Regions from separate parts of the Danio rerio genome. Here region 1 is linked to region 2. The links are chromatin contacts, called in public Hi-C maps. All regions are on one chromosome and are shown on one strand. The core of a region is the stretch at or near the end of the contact, and the rest is flanking DNA. Distances in the headings are between cores, read along the strand shown. Region 1 has its middle 17 kb from the start of prr15la. Region 2 overlaps LOC110438604 (a long non-coding RNA gene).

The links. A called contact is a pair of places that touch in the nucleus more often than the background predicts.
Region 1: a Hi-C map of fibroblasts shows a contact between it and region 2, with 6 times the contacts expected there. The contact joins two enhancer-like sites. A contact is called at or near these places in 9 of 18 Hi-C or Micro-C datasets (caudal fin, embryo, fibroblasts and 2 more) and 1 of 4 datasets of contacts at active chromatin or transcription factors (caudal fin).

The regions. Positions count from the first base shown.
Region 1 is chr3:22,912,674-22,916,943 of GRCz12tu, forward strand. It overlaps a transcript of prr15la not described here. Among named protein-coding and RNA genes, the nearest start is that of prr15la, 17 kb to the right of the region's middle. Within about 2 kb of position 1,433, at least 4 of the 62 cell types and tissues checked have an H3K27ac peak or open chromatin away from gene starts, as enhancers often do.
Region 2 is chr3:22,864,942-22,868,780 of GRCz12tu, forward strand. It overlaps LOC110438604 (a long non-coding RNA gene), which reads left to right. Exons shown (of 7, transcript XR_012400964.1): 5 at 656-847. Among named protein-coding and RNA genes, the nearest start is that of dre-mir-152, 30 kb to the left of the region's middle. Within about 2 kb of position 1,905, at least 9 of the 62 cell types and tissues checked have an H3K27ac peak or open chromatin away from gene starts, as enhancers often do.

The sequences.
Region 1 (4,270 bases), core at 183-2,682, 47 kb after region 2:
CCCCCCATTTATTTTTTTTTGTAAATTAAAACAAAGATGATATAATACATTTATTAATACATTTAAATGTTCTTGCATTTAAAAAAATCTAAATATTAAAAAATTTTAAGGATTTAAGATATTGATGACTGTTAAACGCGTCATAACAGGCTTGTGAAAAGGGTCCATAGCATGAACTAAAACTAAAAACATGAAATATATTTAGCAACAATTTATTCTAAATTTTACATTAAAAAAAAAAAAAAAAATATATATATATATATATATATTTTTTTTTTTTAACCCTCTAAAATGTTTTTAAACATTTGTTTATCTTATTTTAATTTATTTATCATTAAAAAAAATTCCATTTCATTCTTTTTTCTGGACTTTATAGATAAAATGTTTTAGGACTCAAAAAGAGTGTAACTAAAGTCATGAAACAACATCAACCATGAAGATTTAACAATTTCTTAATCAATTTACCAAAATATTGTATGAAACCCTTTAAAATGTTTTTGTTTTGTTGTTTTGTACATGATATGCTGTAAAGATAGCTTTTCTCACATAAAATAGACAAATTCTGGTAAAGTGACCCTCAGATCAAGCCTGGAAATAACCTACAAGTGGATTTGTCCTCAAATAGTAAGAGGAACATGTACAAAACAGATTTTATATAGTAAACCAAACTGTGTCATTTATTGACACAAACATGCTGAACCTCTATATTTCTTTCATCCATATATCCCATACAGCAGACTTCATATTTCTCTTTCGGTTTGATATTCACGGGACTAAAACAGTCTCCTTTATTCTTCTAAAATTTGTCAGATTCATTTTTATTCTGTCTTTATCTAATTCCATTTTAAGACTGGATTTCATGATTGCAGTGGTGTCGCCTCACTGCAAGAAGGTCGCTGGTTTGAGCCTCGGCTTTGTCTTTTGCTGTTTCTGTGTGGAGTTTGCATGTTCTCCCTGTGTTCGCGTGGGTTTCATCCAGGTACTCCGGTTTCCCCCACAGTTCAAAGACATGCGGTACAGGTGAATTGGGTTGGTAAATTGTCTTTAGTGTATGAGTCTGAATGAGTGTGTATAGATGTTTCCCAAAGATGCGTTGCAGCTGGAAGGGCATCTGCTGCGTAAATCATTTGCTGGATAAGTTGGCAGTTCATTCCGCTGTGGCAACATCAGATTAATAAAGGGACTAAGCCGAAAAGAAAATGAATGAATGAAGGATTTCATGATTGCATCCACGTTTTTTGGATTACAGTGATCATAAACTAACTGAGCCCAAGCAGAAGCATGTGTGTGTGTGTGTGTGTGTGTGGAGCGAGAGTTTGACAAGCAGAGGAGATTCCCACTTTGTTGCAAATCTCCAGATGCCATCACCATGGCTACATCAGGCTGGGAACCCAACCTTTGACCTCTCAAAGGGTCACTAAGTGACCCCTGCTGTTTGTACAGAGAAACTCCTCAGTGACGAGCGGAGGGAAAGACATCTGGCAATGCGTGTGTGTGTGTGTGTGTGTGTGTGTGTCTTGCAAATTACTGGGAATAATGGGCAAGTCTTAACTCTCAATAAGAGTTTTGGACATTTACAATGATAGAGTGGGGGTGTTTGAATTTTAATGCTGTGCGAGTGTCAAAAATAAGTAATATTAAAACGTCACTTGTCTCCATTTCTCCGATCTGACACCCCAGATTATGTGGGGTGAAAAAGTCTATCAAAGCGCTATTTCTTTTATACTCGCTCACTTTTCCCTTTTCCATATTCATTTAACATGACATGCACTTTTTTGTGCTCTCTTTGTCTATCTCTCTCTCTCTCTCTCTCTCTCTCTCTCTCTTTCTCTATGATGCCTACATTCTTGATGTATGTATCTCCACCTCTATTATTCTTTCATACTATTGGACATTTGTAGCCACACCCAATCCTCTCTTTCACGCAACACTCTCTCTTTCTGTTTCATGATCAAATATTAAATGATTTAAGAAGGACCATGTGACCCTAAAGCTTTAATAAGGAATGGTGAAATTCAAGTTCTGCTAATTCAGTTTTGCTAAATTTCTTACCAACATATGGAAGTATGTGTGGGTTAAATGGGGCATTTATTCCAAATGATTTTTTTTTATGTGTTGACCATTAATTTAGGTAACAAATTTATTTTAGGGGCCTAAAAGCTCTGAAAACTTTTGAAAGTTGGCTTTAAAAATCAAGCGTTTTAAAACACATTTTTGGTTACTTTGCAATCTGAACAATTCTGGTGGACTACAGGACCAAGTGTTTACATGCATTGCATTGACTAGTGGGACAGAATGCAGAACTCTGACAAAGCTGTGATCTCTAAATAACACAAAGCAATGTTTCAGTATTTAGTACATCTTGGTCTTGTTAACATTCTTTCAAACTGTATTGAATGTTGAAAATATGATATGCTTGTATTACAGACTAATATTGGCCAGAATGCCTTAAACAAAGGAAGAGTAATTAATGATAATCACTAGAAGTTTTTTTTTGTGTCAAAGAAATAATGTTTTCATATGATTCACTGATTGATATTTAGCTTTTGTCAACTTTGTGTTTTTTAAATCTCAGTATTTAAATGCTGCTGTTTGTCATCACCATAGCTACATAAATAACTTCTAATTCAATTAGTTACTGTTTATCTATTATTAAATCACTTTACATGCATGCTGACACCCAAGTTTAAATATTTTTCGTGGTAGATAAATTAAAATATTAGCTTGAGCAGTAAAAGCAGCTTTACTCTAGGTTCATATCTTGTAATCTGTCATGTTTTCAACTAGTGAAGAGGAGTAGAGGATCTTTGCTGCAGCAGATGAACAATATAGTCATTACAGAACTACTCTATATTAGTATAGTATACGACAACTAAGGAAGAAACCAAATGAAGGCCTAAATAGGTGGTTAACTGAGAGACCCTAAATGTTGTTTTAACTGAATGAACATGATTAACCAGTTAGAATCCATAGAAACAGGCTAGCAGGGAGGAAATGGTATCATGAACAAAATTCAGACAGGAGCGTCCGAATAAATCAAAATGCATCTGCATTCTGTAAATAAGTCTGCAAACTGGACTGCACAGTGGTGCAGTGGGTAGCACGATTGGTCGCTGCAGCAAGAAGGTCGCTTGTTCAAGCCTCGACTGGGTCAGTTGGCATTTCTGTGTGGAGTTTGCATGTTCTCCCCGTGTTCGTACGGGTTTCCTCCAGGGGCTCTGGTTTCCCCCACGAGTCCAAAGATATGCGCTATAGGTGAATGGGTAGGCTAAATTGTCCGTAGTGTATGTGTGTGACTGAGAGTGTATGGGTGTTTCCCAGAGATGGGTTGCAGCTGGAAGGGCATCCGCTGCGTAAAACATGTTGGATAAGTTGGCGGTTCATTCTGCTGTGGCAACCCTTGATTAATAAAGGGACTAAGCCGAAAAGAATATAAATAAATGAATGAATAAACTAATGTACTGGATTACAATAAAATCTGCTGTTAGACATGTAGACTGGAATGACTTTAAATTTTTTTGCAGGGAGAACATGCACACTCCACACAAGGCTCGAACCAGCGACCTTTCTTGCTGTGAGGTGATCGTGCTACCCACTGTGCCACCGTGTCGTCATAGAACCATTGCTTGTAAGTATACAAATCACAATGTAGCCTTTATTGCTAAAGGTGCAATAGGAGATTTTGGAAAATGCTAACGTTAGTCTGATAGCAACCCATCCTGCAAATCAACATGCCTCCTAAATGCACAGTGTATAACATCACTTAACATTCATTCATTCATTTTCTTTTCGGCTTAGTCCCTTTATTAATCTGGGGTCGTCACAGTAATATGAACTGCCAACTGGATAGCATAACATAACATAACATAGCTCCAGCATATGTTTTATGCAGTTGATGTCCCTACAGCTGCAACCCATCTCTGAGAAACATCCATACACTTGTTCACTACGGACAATTTAGCTTACCCAATTCACCATGTCTTTAGACTTGTGGGGGAAACCGGAGCACTTGGAGGAAACCCACACGAACACGGGGAGAACATGCAAACTCCACACAGAAATTTCAACTGACCCAGCAGAGGCTCGAACCAGCAACCTTTTTGCTGTGAGGCGACAGCACTACCTACTGCGCCACCGCATCGCCTTATAGTAGTTAATAATTACAATACCAAACTGAAAACAGAAGGCAGGTTGTTAATGCTTGCCTGCCATCCACGAATGTGCCAATAACAAAATCCTTTCTGCTTAAACAGGCTGTGCAGAGATAAGC
Region 2 (3,839 bases), core at 655-3,154:
ATATACACACATCAAACAAAAATCATTCTTTTATATATGTTTGAATAACCTTTCCCTCAAACAAAGGTGAAAGAAAATAAACACTATCCAGAGGAAATGTCCTTCTAAAGGAAACACGCTCACTTGGTCTTACGGCATGTTTTGGTAGTAAAATATTTGCGTTTCACTTTTTTAGAAACGCTGATGTCCTGAGTGTTGTGACCTCAGAATGTTAAAACTGGCGATGTTATAAAGCAACCATGCTTCATGGAAGATTGAGGTATTTTATTCCAACTTGCGTGGTTATAGTTAGTACTACTGTATATAGAAAAGATGGACCATCGGTCCAGGATTGAGAAGCAGTGTCCTTCAGACTAATAAAAGCAGGCGATTCATATACTTAGAAAAAGGCCACAGAAAGTACCACCTAATATCCTAAAGCTGTCATGCTCACAGAATCACTTAATAAGGCACATAATCGTAAGAGGCGGCCAGGACCTCAGATGACACTAAATCAATTGGCAGACGGTAACTCCTCAGGCGGGCCACGGTACCTAAGCTTTGAGTTATGACTTTCGATGTGCCCCAGGGCTCAATACTCGGCCCACTCACACTTCTCTCCGTCCCAACTTTACCCTCTGGACTTAATTCATTTTTCCCTTGCTGGATCTGACAGGTTGCGTGTTACTTGGCGCCTCTCAAGTCACCAGGCCAGTGCTATGATTAAGGGAGATGGAGGAGGATTAATGGAAAAGTACAGGAACGGCAAGGAACGGTGTTGACCTAGAGGGAAGAACCTTGTGCTAATTCCTAACATGCTGCTTGTTTCTGGCAGGCAAAGATAAAAGGTTATATGTCTCAAGAAACCGTAAGTACGTCAGAAGTGTTTATTTGGTTTGTCCAGGCTATATTGAAACAGTTGTTTGCGAAGGAAATTGAAATTATAGTGCTGCATAACCAAGCTATTTGCTGTGGAGGTCTTGCTTAATCATTTCCATAGCTCGTGTTGTCTTTGGTGTCAGTTCCCATCTGCAGATGATACCGCTAAAGAATGAATGGCAATCAGATGTTAGTTGTTTTTGAACAGAGTTGGAGAGCACTTTCCTACAGTAATCACGAGAGAATGCTGCGCCCAGAATTGCCGTCGCCACAAAGAACGCTTAATCCCTGTCACTTCTCCATCTTTACCAGCATGCATCTATTGTTCGGTTTGTGCTCATCCCAACAAGACGACGTTAAACGGCAGTGGAGGTTTTCCAGGTTAGCTTCCCACATTCTCCTCACTAATCAAGAGCTGCCTCGTAATAACGATAAATCTCTCGTTCTGACATGCGACATAAATAAAGCAAACAGGCCTCGGTTTGATTACCCAGACTCCCCGTGAACAGACGGGCATTTGAGTGGCTCTGCTATTTATCAACCTGGATCTCCCTTCCTCTCAATCTCTCCAGCACTCAAAAAAGCGCCGTCACTGATTGCGTTTAATGTCTAACACATGGCCTGGCCAAGCATTCCCACTGCTGCCCGGGGAGGTGTTTGGACTGATTAAGAGAACTGCATTTGCAGCCAAAGACTTGGGTTGTGAAAGCGAAAGGTTTTGGCAAGGCGGCAGAATTTGGGGTGTAGCTCCAGGGATTAGAATGCTCCTGCCTCTGTGGTTAGCGGACAGAGTTTCTACTCTTAGAGTCTTGCAGAAGCATCCAAACGGAAAAAGAAATGGAGTATGGCTGCAATTACTTATTATCCTGAGGAGTGTTTCCTCACTTCAGCACCTCACCTTTTTCCCTTTCTCTCCCTCACTTTTTCCTTTTCCCCTTCATCCATTCAGCGCTTCTCCTTTTGCCGGCTGCCTGGGGTCACATTTAACCTGGAAGTGCTTTGATTGGGCCGGGGGTCACTTCACGGGCCCCCAAATTGCCTGCACCCATCCGTCACTGTCAGGCCATTATTAGTGCTATTATCATCAAAGTCACAGTCTGAATTATAGTGCATGCAAACGGTTCGCCTATTGGACTTAAAGGCGACTTGAGCCGGGATGACAGCAAAAAGGGTTGAGACCTTGCCGATGACATCACTCTAATCCCTCAAAGGCAGAAATGGCTGACACTGAACAGAACAGTGTTCAGGTTGCACAGCTTCATGTTGTCTTGAAACTCTCAGATTCATGTTAACAGGCGACCGTAGGCCAAATGTAGACTAGCCGGCAGATTTGTGAGCAGTAGATTAGTGAAAAGGTCTTGTTTCTTACAGAAAAAGCAATGAGATGTTAATAGTTAACGAGAAACAACATTTGACGTGTGGGGAAATTATTCATATAGCAGCATAGGCTTTTATACAAAGAACTTACAAATGAGAAATAATCCTACAACTTAATGTTATGTGAAATGAAAATTTACAATGTTTATTTTGTTATTCTTAAGGTAAATAATTAATCTGACAATTAATAATCAGTCAAATTTGTTGACCCTTTGCCTCTGCATTTGAAATGGCCGTCTTTCATTTGATGTCAACTTGAGAGCTTTCATAGCAGTATATCAAAATCAAAATCTTAACTATGCCCCTCTTAATGTTAGTTTGCTGCAAAAAAGAAAATAAAGATGCCCCTCTCCTAATCAATCTGCATTTTCAGTTGGAAGTACATCAACATACTGAAATAAAAGTCTCAGCAACATCTGATTTACATTTAACCACATTGAGCATCAAGTATCAAGCAAGTAGTTGTGTTCACTCGTGAAGAAATGCCATGCACCTGCACACATACAGTCCTGAAGTCTACCAAATTTCTTGGTTGTCATGTATGCACTTAACATATAACAATATCTTGTTAAAAGACTTGCACTCTAATACCCACTTACAAAAGTTTGAATGAAGAAAAAAGAACAAAAGGTAAAGTACCCTTCTAAAATATTTAATGTTTAAGAAAAGTATTAAACATGTATATTTTTGGTTATTGATTGATGACATGCTGAGACTGACATACTGACATTCATTCATTCATTTTCCTTTTGGCTTAGTCCCTTTTATTAATTTGGGGTTGCCACAGCGGAATGAACCACCAACTTATCCAGCATATGTTTTACACAGCTGATGCCTTTTCAGTTGCAACCCATCACTAGGAAACATCCATACACACTCATTCACACAGATACACTACGGCCAATTTAGCTTTAAAATAGGTTGGCGGTTCATTTCGCTGTGGCGACCCTGGATTAATAATGGGACTGAGCCAAAAAGAAAATGAATGAATTAATTTACCTATAGCACATGTTTTTGGACTTGTGGGGGAAACTGGAGAACACACAAACTCTACACAGAAATGCCAGCTGACCCAGCCGAGGCTCAAACCAGCAACCTTATTGCTGTAAGGTGATTGTGCTACCGACTGCACCAACGTGCTGCCCAACATACTGACATTCCACCCAAAAATGATCATCTGGTTCCTTTTGGTTTTTCATGTTCTTCTTCATGCAATGAAGTGATTTTGAAGAATGCTGGTAAGAAAATAGTTTCTCTTTCCTTTGACTTGCATTGACATTGTTTTTAATTGTCAATAGTAACCAAAATTGCTTGGTTATTTATCCAACATTCTTCAAAATATCTTATTTTATCTTCCATATAGTGAAGAGTCATTTTGAGATACATTTACATTACATTTACATTTAGTCATTTAGCAGACGCTTTTATCCAAAGCGACTTACAAATGAGGACAAGGAAGCAATTTACACAACTAAGAGCAACGTTCAGATACAACGTTCAAAGATACAAGTAGTCAAGTGTCCACAATATGTTTTATATAAATATATTTTTGAGAGTATTGAGAGTCATTTCACATTTACAATGTGAGTTTACATACGTAATTT